Linked DNA regions of Sus scrofa: all the other regions are linked to region 1. A link is a contact called in public HiChIP or PLAC-seq data. All regions are on one chromosome and are shown on one strand. Each heading gives the region's core, a stretch centred on a gene start, on an enhancer-like site or on the middle of the called end of the contact. The rest is flanking DNA. Distances are from core to core; before and after follow the strand shown. Region 1 holds the start of GADD45B (growth arrest and DNA damage-inducible protein GADD45 beta). Region 2 overlaps GNG7 (guanine nucleotide-binding protein G(I)/G(S)/G(O) subunit gamma-7). Region 3 overlaps GNG7 (guanine nucleotide-binding protein G(I)/G(S)/G(O) subunit gamma-7).

Evidence for each region. HiChIP or PLAC-seq counts read pairs in DNA pulled down with a chosen protein or histone mark.
Region 2: a contact with region 1 is called in an H3K27ac HiChIP or PLAC-seq map of skeletal muscle, with 18 times the contacts expected there. The contact joins the enhancer-like site here to the promoter of GADD45B in region 1. A contact is called at or near these places in 5 of 5 promoter capture datasets (fetal liver, fetal skeletal muscle, liver and 1 more), 36 of 47 Hi-C or Micro-C datasets (adipose tissue, alveolar macrophages, blood and 17 more) and 2 of 2 datasets of contacts at active chromatin or transcription factors (alveolar macrophages and skeletal muscle).
Region 3: a contact with region 1 is called in an H3K27ac HiChIP or PLAC-seq map of skeletal muscle. The contact joins the enhancer-like site here to the promoter of GADD45B in region 1. A contact is called at or near these places in 2 of 5 promoter capture datasets (fetal skeletal muscle and liver), 13 of 47 Hi-C or Micro-C datasets (adipose tissue, alveolar macrophages, embryonic fibroblasts and 6 more) and 2 of 2 datasets of contacts at active chromatin or transcription factors (alveolar macrophages and skeletal muscle).

Annotation. Positions count from the first base shown.
Region 1 is chr2:76,109,404-76,114,176 of Sscrofa11.1, reverse strand. It overlaps GADD45B (growth arrest and DNA damage-inducible protein GADD45 beta), which reads left to right and starts at 2,719. Exons shown (of 5, transcript XM_005654701.2): 1 at 2,719-3,215; 2 at 4,103-4,453; 3 at 4,556-4,657. The coding sequence starts at 4,410.
Region 2 is chr2:75,990,762-75,995,534 of Sscrofa11.1, reverse strand. The region is part of intron 2 of GNG7 (guanine nucleotide-binding protein G(I)/G(S)/G(O) subunit gamma-7); the gene reads right to left. Among named protein-coding and RNA genes, the nearest start is that of GNG7, 63 kb to the right of the region's middle. Within about 2 kb of position 1,859, at least 34 of the 83 cell types and tissues checked have an H3K27ac peak or open chromatin away from gene starts, as enhancers often do. A contact at or near this core is called in adipose tissue, fetal liver, liver and 6 more, where this site is marked.
Region 3 is chr2:76,007,967-76,012,739 of Sscrofa11.1, reverse strand. All of the region lies in intron 2 of GNG7 (guanine nucleotide-binding protein G(I)/G(S)/G(O) subunit gamma-7), which reads right to left. Among named protein-coding and RNA genes, the nearest start is that of GNG7, 80 kb to the right of the region's middle. Within about 2 kb of position 2,374, at least 55 of the 83 cell types and tissues checked have an H3K27ac peak or open chromatin away from gene starts, as enhancers often do. A contact at or near this core is called in adipose tissue, alveolar macrophages, embryonic fibroblasts and 5 more, where this site is marked.

The DNA of each region.
Region 1 (4,773 bases), core at 1,470-3,969:
ACGCAGCTCATGACAAACCAGATCCTTAACCCACTGAGCAAGCCCAGGGATAGAACCTGCATCCTCATGGATACTGGTTGGGTTTGTTATCACTGACCTACAATGGGACATCCAGATCATGTCTGTACTTAAAATCTTGACTTTTGTTCATCATGGGTGGGGAGTTCTTGACATACATTTCGGTTAAAAATTTTTGCAGGGGTGGAGTTCCCGTCGTGGCACAGTGGTTAACGAATCCGACTAGGAACCATGAGGTTGCGGGTTTGTTCCCTGATCTTGCTCAGTGGGTTAAGGATCCAGCGTTGCCGTAAGCTGTGATGTAGGTTGCACACGCGACTCGGATCCGTGTTGCTGTGGCTCTGGCGTAGGCCGGTGGCTACGGCTCCGATTAGACCCCTAGCCTGGGAATCTCCATATGCCGCGGAAGTGGCCCTAGAAAAGGCAAAAAGACAAAAAAAAAAAAAAAAATTTGCAGGGGCGAGCTCCTGTTGTGGCTCATTGGAGATGAAACTGACTAGTATCCATGGGGACACAGGTTCAATCCCTGGCTCCTCGCTGTGGATTAAGGATCCAGCATTGCCATGAGCTGTGGTGTAGGACTGAGGCTACAGCTCCCATTCGATCCCTAGCCTGGAACCTCCATATGCCGCAGGTGCAGCCCTAGAAAAACAAAAAATTAAAAAAAAACTTTTTTGGCTTCACTCACAGCATGCAGAAGTTCCTGGGCCAGGGATCGAAACTGTGCCACAGCAGCGACACAAGCCACTACAGTGACAATGCCAGATCCTTAACCTAAGGAATCACCAGGGAACTACTAAACTTTGAGTTCAGAATTGTTGCTCAGTGGTGGGTTGAAAACCTGACATAGTGTTCATGAGGATGCATGTTCAATCCCTGGCCTTGCTCAATGGCTTAGACCCAGTATTACCACAAGCTATGGCATAGGTCACAGATGTGGCTTGAATCCTGAGTTGCTGTGGCTGTGGCTTGGCCAGCAGCTGCAACCTCAACTGGACCCCTAGCCTGGGAACCTTCTTATGCTGCAGTTAAGGCCATAAAAAAAAAAATTAAGGCACAACATTGTAAATCAACTGCAATCAACTACATTATTTGCTTATTTGACGACTGAGTTTTGTAGCATTCCCTTAAAATTTGTGCCTGAGGTGGTGGATGCTTCACTCTCCTCACCATACAACCTGCCCTGGTTCCGATAAAACTTTGTGGACAAAAACAAGTAATGCAACACAACAATTACTGGAAACCACCCCTATGCCCAACAACAGGTGAATTGGATAAACTAAATATGGTCTATCCATGCAATATATTAGTCAGCATTAAATTAAAAGGAGGAAATTCTTTTTTTTTTTTTTTTTTGCTTTTTTTTTTTTTTTGAGGGCCGCACCCGTGGCATATGGAAGTCCCTAGGCTAGGGGTCGAATCAGTTACAGCTACTGGCCCGTGCCACAGCCACAGCAAGCCAGGATCTGAGGCTCATCTGCAACCTACACCACAGCTCATGGCAACACAGGATTGTAAACCCACTGAGCAAGGCCAGAGCTCGAACTTGCATCCTCTTGGATCCTAACCAGGTTCGTTAACCACTGAGCCACGAATGGAACTCCCAAAAGTAGGAAATTCTGACGTATACATGGATGAGACTTGAAGACATTATGTTCAATAAAATAAGTCAGACACAAGAGGATGAATACACTATGATCCCATCTATGGGAGGTTCCTTTTTTACTATTATTAAAGTATACTTGATTTACAACATCTCTTCAATTTCTGTTGTACAACAAAGTGACCCAATCACACACAGTTTCCTGTGCTGTGCAGTAGGAGCCCATTGCTGGTCCATTCCAAATTTAACAGTTTGCATACAAAAACCCTGAGTGCCCGTCCATCCCACTCTCTTCCTCCTCCCTAAAGGATAAAATTCATAGAGACAAAGTATAATGGTAGGTGACAGGAGCTGGTGGTAGCTCATGTTTAACTCCCAGGAGTTTATGTTGGGAATGATAGAAAATTTTGAGGTCTAGATCACGGTGATTGTGACACAGCATTGTGAATATATTTAACACCACCAAACAGTATGCTTACAAATGGTCAAAATGATATATAGCACGCATATTTTACCATAAAAAAAAAAAAACAACAGGGGGGGAGTTCCCGGTGTGATGCAGCAGAAACGACTCCAACTAAGAACCACGAGGTTGTCGGTTCCATCCCTCAGCCTCACTTTGTGGGTTAAGGATCCGGCATTGCCGTGAGCTGTGGTGGAGGTCGCAGACACTGCTCGGATCCTGCGTTGCTGTGGCGTAGGCCAGCAGCTGCAGCTCTGATTCAACTCCTAGCCTGGGAACTTCCATATGCCGCGGGTGTGGCCCTAAGAACAAAAACAAACGAAAAACAAAACTCGCAGCCCTGGGCAGTAGTTTACTTGATTTTTCAAAAAATTGCATCTATAAACTTATTAAATACATGTTGCACATATAAAATACTGTGTATACAAAATACTGCCGCTGTTACCTCAGTCCTCCTCCTCACCCGGCCCCCGCCGGTCTGTCCCTTCCGGCGCTGCGGGCCGCAGGGACCTCGTATGGCCGCCAGGTGGCGCCAACTCGCCTTACAGCGCCCAGAACATTTCGCGCCCCCACGGTGGGCGGCGCGGAGGCGGCGGGATGCGTCAGCTCGACCGCTGGCCGAGGAGCTGGGGGAACCGAGCGGCGGGGCAGAGACCAGACCCCAGGCTGGCGGGGGAGGGGGCGCAGCTGTGAGTCACCCGGGAGCCCCTGATCGACCGTGGGAGAAAGTCCTACGCGGGCCTGCCCGCCTGGCTCGTGAACTGCTTTCCCGGGGAGAGGGCGAGGCTGGCGGCAGTCCCAGAGTGCGGCCGTGCCTGGCGCACAAGTGTGGTTCCAGTACGAATTAACCCGTAGCTTGAGGGAGTGGAAGCCTCACGAAGCCTCAGTTTCCTCTTCTACATCATGCAGATAAGCATAGCCCTTGCTTCCTAGGTTCTTGGGGATTAAGAGATAAGGCAAGTGATAGGGGGAGCCTGATACACAGTACTCTCAATACACTCAGCGCCCTCTCCGGAGGGAGGAAGTAAAAGTGGCGAGCATCGCGGGAAGCGTGCCAAGGTGGCAGCACGCAACGCCTGCAAAAATGTTTTCCCTCGATCTCTCTCCGGCCTCTAATTCCCCCACTGTCAGGTGAGGCGCGGAGGTGCAAACAACCCAAAGTGAGGCGCCAGCAGGGGGCGCGGAACCTGCGAGGCGGAGCCACCTGCACCTCCCACGCTCGCCCCACCCTGAAACTCGCGGCGGGTGGGGAGGGGGCATCGCGTCTCGGTCCTAGGCTTTGCAACCCTTGCTTCTGGGTACCTCGAGGCGGCCTCTTACGACTACCAGGTCGTAACTGACTCTACGGAGTGCGTACTGTGTACCTCCCTATTAAAGTCAAGGCTTCCTGCAACCCAATGAGGACAGTGTGCATTGTCATAGGACAGGTGGGGACTCAGGCCGCCTTCGCAGCCCCCAACTTTGGAGACCTGGAGGCAGTCTCCCGCAACCATCACCGCTTGCTTGTTATTCGCTTACTGCGTACTCCTAATTTTATTTTGCACTCCTGCAACCCAAGGAGGCCAGCGCTGCATTCCCATTAGACAAGGGCCCAGAAAGTTAAGTCACCCTGGGTCTGGGGTCCCTGCAGCCTGGGGAGATCCCGGAAACCATCACTAGAAAGGATCAGGCTGCAAACAGTGCTCTCTCCCCATGCAAAACCCCAGCAGGACTTGGAAAGGTGCAGGCCGGGGACTCTCCGAGGACGGGGAGGGGATTCCAGGCCCCCCCGAAAGTCAGGGCCGCCTGGCGCGCTGGAAATCCCGCGCGCGCCCCGAAACGCGGCTCGGCTGCCGGGAAATCAGGAGAAAACTTCTGCTTTTTTTTTTTTCTGGCACTCAAACTCCCCGCTCCCCCCCTCGCGCCCTCCTCCCAGCTCTCGCCCCCACGTGGGGCGCCCCCGCACGGCGCCCCGCCCTCTTCCCACCGCCAGCCAACCGCGGCGCCTGTTTCTCTCGCCTTTGTTTTTCCTCCAATAGGAAGAGAAGACGGTCCACCGGGGCCACGCCCCTATTGTACAGTCTATAAGTGGCGGTGCCCGCGGCCGCGGGTTCAGATTATTGAAGCTGAGGACTCGCGCTGTTAGCGGTCGCTTCCTGGATTATTTTTTGCTGAGGTATTTGCAATCTTTTTCGTTTTTTGTGGAGAGGATTTCGCTGCGATCTGAAGGTCTAGACGAACGCTCGGGCTCCGTGGGAAGGCTTTGGGCTCTCCGGCCTCGGATTTTTCATTTTCATCCTTGGAACTGTCGTGTGGCTGTTTTCCACTGTGGATTATAACTGCAACATGACACTGGAAGAGCTCGTGGCATGCGACAACGCGGCGCAAAAGTAAGTAACCGGGGCCCCGCCGCCTGAGGTCGGCCGGGCCGGGCGGGGACCGGAGTACCCGGTGGCCGATCCGGCGCTGACCCCCATCTTCCTTGGCTCCAGGATGCAGACGGTGAGCGCCGCGGTGGAGGAGCTGCTGGTGGCCGCGCAGCGCCAGGACCGCCTCACCGTGGGGGTGTACGAGTCGGCCAAGCTGATGAATGTGTGAGTCAGACCCCGTCCCCGGGATGGGCGCGGGTGGGGACTCCCTTCGCTTTGCACGATCCTTGCTGCGCCCCTCTCTTGCATGGGGCTGGGACATCTCCATGTGTCCCTACTGT
Region 2 (4,773 bases), core at 610-3,109, 120 kb after region 1:
AGAGGAATCACATAGTGTGTCCTTCTGTGTCTGCTTCTCTGAGCATCGTGGTCTCGAGGTCCATCCACATGGTAGCGAGTGTCAGTAGCTCCTGCAACTGTCGGGGGCTGCGAAGATGTCTTTGGCGGTTGGCGGGGAGGGAATGGGTGGCCACGTCCAAAGCTGACCGGCCCTTGGGAGAATGGGGAGCGGGTATGGGGTGGCAGGGGCAGGTCGGGGGTGGCAGGCTAAGCAGGGACTTCACTGATCTGACGAAGCTTCTAAGGCTGCAGCTGAGCTGGCATTTCTTTCCTCCACGTGACACAGCCCTGACTCAGCCCTCCGAGCTGGCAGCCTGGAGGTGAGACCTGTGGACGCTCAGAGGGGTTTGTGGGAGCTGCCTGGGCTGGGCCCTGATGCCCTGTCCACCTCCCTCACCCCCCCACCTGGTGCTGACTGGAAACAGGCAGCTCCCCCAGAGCTCCTTCCTGGGAGTGGGCGTGAGCTTTCTGGAAGCCTTAGGCCGGTGGCCATGGAGCCAGCTGCTGACATCACAGAGCAAGGCTGTGGCTGTCAAGACCCCGGGGCAGGGGTTAAAGGGCTTTGAGGAAACCAGCACAGGGGATCAGGACCACATGTCTGAAGACAGTGCCCCATTCACACACAGGCAGTGATCCAGGGTCCCGTGCACCCCATCCGCTGCAGAGTGGACAGGGCCGCACCAGCCTTCTGACCTCATCCTGTGGACCTGAGACCAGAACCATGAGCTCCCCAGACCAGGAGTTCCGGGAGAGCTCCGAGCTGAGTCATCCCCCTGGCGGGGGGTGGGGGCGTCCTGGGTGCTGCATGGTGTTGAGCGGCTTCCCTGGCCCCACCCTCTTAGGGCCAGGAGCCCCCAAGTCGTGACCACCACAGATGTCCCCAGACATGGCCCAGTGTCCCCTGGGGCAGGGTCACGCCCGATGAGACCCCGGTCTTGGTCCAGTAATGGAAATGACTTTGGAAGCAGCAGCTCAGCCCCTGAGTCTGGACCCCTGTGGGCACAGGATGGGTTTGGGGGTGGAGTGTGGAGCCCACAGAGCTGCCGATTCCGGGCTGCTGCGTGTGGAAGCCGTCAGCATAGACGCTGAGGTTTGTTGCCCAATCCCTGGAAAGCACAGCTCCCAGCCCTCCATGTTTCACGGCCAAGAAATCCAGCAGAAGCCCGGGCAGTGTTCCTGGCACTGCGGCTGCAGCAGATCCCTGTGACACCAAGCTTGTTCCCAGGGGGTGCCGGGAAAGAGACCCAGCTGCCCGGTGCAGCTTCTGAAGCCCCTCCCCCTCAGAGGGCTGGACCTGAGGTGCTCTCACCCTGGGGGGGGGGAGTCTGGGGACATCTGTGGTCATCAGGACTGGGGGTACCCCAGCATCTAGGGCTTGGGGACCAGGGAGGCCACGCCACACTCCACAGTGCCCAGGATGGCCCCCCACAGACCGTGACCCGGCCCCAGCAAACACAGTGCCAAGGGGGAAACCCCGGGTTAATTATTAGAGAAAAGATTGAGTCTGATGCCTGCTTACACTAGACACAAGGACACATTCCTAGGGGTTAGACGGTACGAACCAGGATGACCCCAGACTATGCAGGTGGCCTCCTTTCTCTGCCACTCAGGTTGTGTATTCTGTCTGCACGTCAGGAACACGCTGGGGGCATGGGAGACAGAAGCCACAGTCCTTGTAGCCAGGGGGCAGGGAGGGCAGGGCTTGAAGGCCATCGACCCAGGCTCCAGCCCAGGCAGCCCATGCTTTCCCCAGGTCTGCACGCCCCTGGAGGCCGCCCTGCGAGCAGAATGATCTTTCCCAGATTTTCCTGGTCAGCCCGGCCCAGCTGAAGCGTGTGGAGTAAACAGGGATGGGCGCCAAGGACAGCGGCTTGGCCTTGCTGCAGGGGACACGCTCGGGGGCCAGGGCCCAGCCCAGAGTGCCCCCCCCCCAAACTTCTGGCCTCGACCTTGGAGCTGAGCCAGTGCCGGCCTCGGGCCCACCCTTGGTTTAATGCTCTGCTCTTGCTATCTAGAATCTCCTGGTAATTTTTGAACAAGAGGCCCGGGTTTTCATTTTGTACCAGGCCCTGAAGATTCTGTGGCTGATCCCACAACTGAAAGCGAGTTTCTGAGGCCTCCCAGCTCTGAGCACCATGTGGCCACCAATGCCCTGGGGGAGGCTCAGGATGGGGGTGCAGGAAACTGGGGAAACCCAATGTCACAGGTATTTGAATTTCCAAGCAGAAGAGTGATTTGGGGTCATACCTCCTGCGTCCAGCCTGGCTCTAAACCCAAGTGTCCAGTGTGAGCAGAGATCAGACACAATATTTTTTCTGAATAATTAACATAGGGTCTCCCCCTGGCACTGCTGACATCGGGACCGTGTCATTCTCTCTGGGGTCGGTCCTGGGCACTGTGGTGGGTGGAGCAGAACCCGCCGGCCCCCACCCACTCAATGCCAGACTCCCCCCCCCCGCCCCATCGTGACAACCACGGATGCCCCAGGCATGGCCCACTGTCCTCTGGGAGCAGAATGCCCCCTGGTTGAGACTGCTGGCCTAGCTGAGGGCCTGGGCATTTTCCAGGAGGCAGAGGTGACCCATGTAGGGACCAGACCCCATGTGCCACTTCAGCTCTGACTCTGCCTCAGGGACTGAGAGCCTGGGGCCTCCATGAGTCTGATCAAAAGCAAGAGAGCAGCCTGGACAGAGGGCCATTCTCCAGGACTCCTGGCCATCACAACTCACAACTGTCCATGCACTGCCCACCGATTCCCACCTCCAGCCCTGCAAGCCGCCACCTCCAGGAAGCCCTCAGAGCTCCCTCCTCACCAGCACCCTGCCTTCTGCCTCCAACGCTCCTTCCAATTCCTTAAGGTTGCCATGGACGTGGCCTCCTCCAAGACCTCCCTGGACCTCAGGCTCTCATCTCTTTGCTCAGCCCCGCCTCAGCACATTTCCTAATTTCTTCTTCTTGTGCTTCTCGTTTTCTTAGGTGTCTGTGCCAGCATTGTCCTCGGAAGCCGGGGCTTCACTCACTGATTCACCACTGTGTCTGGCACCTATGACCGTCCTTGGCCTGTGCTGGGCGCCAGGTCAGTGTTTTGATCGGCAGCCTGACCCACCACTCACTCTCCCGCCGCCTGGCTTCTCCACTTTCCCCCTCCTTCCCCTCCTCTGACTGAGGCCACAATGCTTGACTGTACAAGTTCTTTCCTTTAGTCCTTTTTTTTTTTCCCCCAACAAATGTGTACTTTGAAATAATCTGGGGTTTACAGAAAAGTTACAAAGACAGCAGGGAGAGTGCCACCTGCCCTTCCCCAACCACCCTTCCCTGGTCCATGTTTGTCACAGCTGGGAAAGTGATATGGGGACACCTTTTTCAGATTTCACCAGTTTTCCCCCAATGTCCTTTTTGGGCACCAGGATCCCCACACTTTCATTTAGTTGACATGTCTCCTTAGTCAACTCCGGGCTGTGACAGCCTCTTTTCCCCTGCCATTTTATTATTAATTCTTTATTTCCCATTAAAAATGTCAGTTAAGGTTTGTTATCGTTATCTGTAAATGAATTAATAAACATTTAACATTTTTCTCGGTTTTAATTTTGAATCTAGTAACTTCCAATAAATGTAATCCAAATAACACAAAAGCTCTTTGGAAACTTCAGGACCAAAAAGTTGAAGAACCTACATCCTAAAGTGGGGTAGGTGAGCTCTGACCTGGGGCCACATCCAGCCTCCGTGTGGTTTTGTAAATAAAGTTTTATTGGCACACATCCACGCCAATGGATGGCATGGAGGCATTGTTTCTGGCAAGTGTCACGCCCAAAGGGCAGAGCTAAGTAGTTATAGCAGAGACAGCCTGGACTGAAAACATGAAAATATTTAAGGTCTGGCTCTTTATAGAAAAAAGTTGCTACTGTCGATCTACATTGTAACAAGTTTGTAGCAAGTGTTTAAGATCAGGCCAAAACCTAATCAGGGTGTGAGGCCCCCCCAGACATTGAAATACCATCAAAATGTCCATTAGGTAACATCTTTCACAAGCAGTAAAAAGGGGGAGTTCCCATTGTGGCTCAGTGGTAATGAACCTGACTAGAATCCATGAGGATGCAGGTTCAATCCCTGGCCTCGCTCAGTGGGTTGCCATGAGCTGTGGTGTAGGTCACAGACTCGGCTCGGATCCAGCGTTGCTGTGGCTTGTGGTATAGACCAGCCACTACAGCTCCGATTAGACCCCTAGCCTGGGAACCTCCCTACGCCGAGAGTGCAGCCCTAAAAAGTAAAATAACAATAATTATAATAATAATTTTTTTTAAAAAGCAGTGAAAAGGAGAGAAGCACTGACACTTGCTACCATGTGGATGGACCTGGAGACCACGATGCTCAGTGAGAGAAATGGACAAAGAAAGACACACGTGTGGGATTCCCTGGATGGGAAATGTCCAGAACAGGCACATTCACAGAGTGGACTTGTGGTTGTCAGGGGGCTGGGGGAAGGGGGAAGGACTGCTGATGGGGACGGGGCTTCTTTTGGGATGATGGAATGTTCTGGAATTAGCTGGCAGTGATTGTAGCACAACTAGGTACTAAAATGCACTGAACTGTACACTTTAAAGAATGCATTGTATGGTGTGTGAATCACATAGAAATACAGCTGTTACTTCTTTAAATTTTTTTAACTTGTAGAATTAAGGAAAATGAGGCAACAGGCTACAGGACACTATCCTATTCCATCTCCCCACACACCAGGCCTCGTGACCACTGCCCT
Region 3 (4,773 bases), core at 1,125-3,624, 100 kb after region 1:
GTTTCAGGTGTACAGCAAAGTGATTCAGCTATATATATATATATATTATTCTTGTGCACAGCCTATAAACTTAGCACTCTCTGCATCTCCACTTGGCATTAGCTATTATTTCCCCCCATGTCAAGATTAAGCTAGTAGCCAAGAGATGTAGTGCCAGCCTTAAACTGTTGCACAGCATCTCAGCTCATCTTTATGGCACCCTGGATTTGCCTACACACTTCAAGATCCCATCTGAATTTCCTAGTGTCTAAACCACTGTGGATTCTAGAGTGTGCATGTTTATATTCTGTTAAAGAGCTGTGTTAGCTCAGTTCTCTCTTTCCAAAGTAGCTTATTCTGATTAGCTTTGTCATCGTTTCGCCGCTCAGCATGGAAACAAAATGAAATTCCAGTTGGAGGGAGGGAGGGAGATGAAGCTGGCAATCTATTAAAGAAATAATAAATATCCACTGAATGTGGGAAAAAAATTAACATCAACATGCTGGTGGTTTTTCAGATTTTTTTTTTTTAGGGCCAAAGATGCGGCATATGGAAGTTCCCAGGCTAGGGGTCGAATTGGAGGTACAGCTGCTGGCCTACGCCACAGCCAGAGCAACAGAGGATCCAAGGTGCATCTGGGACCTACATCACAGCTCGTGGCAATGAGGGTTTCTTAACCCACTGAGTGAGGCCAGGGATCAAACCTGCATCCTCATGAACATTAGTTGGGTTCGTTTCCATTGAGCTGCAATGGGAACTCCTTCTATTTATTTATTTATTTAATGGCCACACCAAGGCATATGGAAGTTCCCAGGCTAGGGGTCAAATTGGAGCTGCAGCTGCTGGCCTACACCACAGCAACACCAGATCCATAACCCACTGAGCAGGGCTAGAGATCAAACCTCAGTCCGTATGGATACTAGTTGGGTTCATTACTGCTGAGCCACAACAGAAACGTCATAAGATTGTTTTCCATGTGATTCTGTTTCTGATTTGTAAATAGGTTCATTTGTATCATATTTTAGATTCCATATATAAGTGGTATCATATAATATTTGTCTTCCTCTGATTGACTTCACTTATGATCATCTCTAGGTCCATCCATATTGCTGCAAATGGCATTATTTCATTTTTATGGCTGAGTATATTCCATTGTGTATATGTGCCACATCTTCTTTATCCACTCCTCTGTCAATGGACATTTAGGTAGTTTCCATGTCTTGGCTATTGTAAATAGCGCTGCAATGAACACGGGGGTACATGTATCTTTTCAAACTAGAGTTTTCATCTTTTCTTGGATATATGCCCAGGAGTGGGATTGCTGGATCATATGGAAACTCTATTATTAGGTTTTTGTTTTTTGTTTTTTTTTTTTTTTTTTTTGGTTGTACCAGTGGCATGCAGAGGTTCCGGGGCCACGGATCAAACCCACACCACAGCAGTGACACCAGACCCTTAACCCAATAGGCTACCAGGGAACTCCTATTTTTTTGAGGAACCTCCATACCATTCTCCATAGTGGCTGCACCAATTTACATTCCCACCAACATTGTAGGAGGGTTCAACACTTAAGTTATTTTTTTTTAAAGTATCACTATGAACTCATATTGTTTAGCTATATGGTATGTCTTTATCCACAGCCAGCAATAGAAAATAACAATTGTGCTGGATGTTTTTAAACCTCCAAGGATTTAAAAATCCCCCCTACCTTTTTTTTTTAAGGGCCGCACCAGCGGCATATGGAGGTTCCAAGGCTAGGGATCAAATCGGAGCTGTAGCTGCCAGCCTATGCCACAGCAACGCCAGATCTGAGCTGCGTCTGCAACCTGCACCACAGCTCATAGCAGCACCAGATCTTTAACCCATTGAGCAAGGCCAGGGATCGTCCTCATGGATACTAGTCAGATTCGTTTCCGCTGAGCCACGATGGGAACGCCAGCATTATTCTTTTTGATGTGCAATTAGGATAAAAAAAAAAAAGTCAAAAAAGGCTGGGCTGGGGTGGGGGCAGTGATCGCAAAAAAAAGAAAAAAAAAAAAACAAGGTTAAGAAAACACTGATTTATACTGAACCAGTATCACTTCCTCATTAATTTACTTTTAAGGGAAGGAAAAAAAGATTGAAGCTGAACTAAAAGGTCACCTCACTATAAGCTGGAAAGGGGTCTAGTTTCTAGAAGCATCTCCAAAAATGGGAAGTTGAGTTTCCAGTGAACATTTCCACTGAGTGCCAATGAAGAAGAGGGACCTGGGGTGGGGGAGCGGGGCATGACAGGAAGTTTGGTGCCCCACGCATGGCTGGAAAAACCAGATGCCACTGGGTTCTGCAGTCTGCTCACAGGACGGCCGGCTGTCCCGCTCTGCGAGTGTAAACACCACGTGATGCTCTGCTGACGTGCGGGCTGCTGTCCCGGGGTAACCCTGGGGAGCCGGCACTTTCCTTCGCTGACTTGAGGAATGTCTGTCTGCTTGAAAATCTACGCTGGGATCTGAGGTTTCAGTTTCACCCATATAAATACTGCACTGGCCTAACCCTTCCTCGGTTCATCCAAACAAACCAGGCTGGTTTCTGAGAGCATTTCAAGAGGTGCTGGCCAGAGAGCGATGCCCTGCTAGCTGGGAAACGAGGGATGCAGGGGCTGAGGGAGAGGATCCTGTGGCAGCCCAGCATGACACTCCCCGAAATTCCCAAATTCCGGGAGGTTTGGGCATGTCTCTAAGGTTGTCAAGTAGGTTGTCAACCTGGGTTTGGTCTGAAACATCGAAGTTCAGAGGCAACATGGAAGGGCTTGTATGAAAGAATCTGGTGGTTCTCCCCCCCGCCCTGACCCCAGGATCCTTGACTCTTCCTTTTTTTTTTTTTTTTTTTTTTTTTTTTTTTTTTTGCTCTTTAGGGCTGCACCTGCCGTATATGGAACTTCCCAGGTTAGAGTCGAATCGGAGCTACAGCTGCTGGCCACAGCCACAGCCACAGCAACACAGGATCCACACCTGCAGCCTACACCACAGCTCATGGCAATGCTGGATCCCTGGCAAGGCCAGGGGTTGAACCTGCATCCTCATGGATACTAGTCGGATTCTGATGCACAACAGTGGGAACTCCTTACTCTTGCATTTTTAAGGTAGCGTCTTCCTTTGTTAACAGACTGCACAGGGTAGGAAAAGGGTTCTCCCCTCGGGAAGCACTGTGGACATTTAGGGCCCTGACATCCTCTGAGAGGTATCCTGGGCACTATACGGGGTGAAGCAGCCTCCTTGGCCCCATTCACCCAGTGCCCGGCTCCCCCCAAAATCATGATAACCGCAGATGTCCCCAGACATGGCTCAGGGTCCCTTGGAGGCCAGAGTGCCCAGGTGAGAACCCTATCTAGAAGAACTTGTGATACATGAACAAGCAACTGTCGTTTGTGGCTTGACCTTAAGGAATATCCGTGGCGCAGCTACTGAAAGGCTGGGCCAGGACTCCTTCTCCCCCGCATCAGGGCCCTAGGCAGGCCAGCCAAACCCTCCTGTAACTCGGGGGCTGCACAGTCAGTGCCCCATGGGGTACTTGCTACTGCAGCCATAGTTGGGTGAAGGCACAAAGGAACGGTGTAGAAAAAAAAGACATGGCAATGCTGGGGAGTCCAGCTGACACCCACGCAAGTCATCGACAACATCCTTTTCCTCATTTGTAATCTCATTGAGAAAGTTACATCTGCAACCTCCACAGGACTTAGAAAAACTTAAGCCAGAAGTTTAGAAAAACAAGTGACGAGTGAACTGAAATGTTGCCTCCGGGACAATGAAAAGGTGGAAACAGCATTTTGTTCCTTGAAATTCCAGGCCTTTCTAGTGCATTTAAAACAGGATGCAATTTGTAAAAATTCAGATTATTGAGTGGCCTGTGTTTAGGGGGTGGGTTACAACAGGTCTCATTATTTGAGCATCTGGTATCATGAATTCAATGGCCATGAGCTGGATCATGAGATACAACCTAAGAAAAGTTTTGTAAAATAAACCCACTGTTTTGCAAAGGCACTCACAGGGGATGCACCCAGAGCGAGAGGGGTAATGCCAAATGGAGCTTCCCCCATTCAGTCCCTGTTCTAGATGTTCTCATGGTGAAAAGCCACGCACTGTGTGATTATTGCTTCCCTTCTTTTTTTTTTTTTGGCCTCGCCTGTGGCATGTGAAAGTTCCCAGGCCAAGAACTGAACCCACACCACAGCAGAGACAATGCCAGATCCTTAAGCCACTAGGTCACCAGGGAACTCCTTAATTTTAACCATACAGCCCCTAAATGCAGGCTGTCCGTCTCTGTATGTAAGTGAAGGTACAGCAGAGTGTTCTGACACTGGAAGGAAAACAAGCTGTGTTTCTGGACTCACGAGGGACAGTCAGAATGTTCTGCCTTATCTTTTTTTTTATTAAAAAGATTTTAATCTTTTTAAAAAATCTAATAATTAGGGGAACACTTTCAAGGCAGCTAAGAACATCAACTCTGGAAGCAGAAGCTCGACTGTCCAGTGGCTGTGGGATACAGGGAAACTGAACTGGAATGGATTTCCTGGCTCGTTGCCTGCAAAATGAGGCCAGTAGTAGCATTTGCCTTAAAAGGCAGATGAGTCAAAGATCTCCTGGAATTGTTGCTCCAGTGAGTCTCATATTTCCTGGTGGAGGGAACTGTATACACTCTTAAGAATGATTGAGGAGTTCCCGTCATGGCTCAGCGGAAATGAATCTGACTAGCATCCATGAGGACACAGGTTCAGTCCCTGATCTCACTCGGTGGGTTAAGGATCCGGCATTGCCA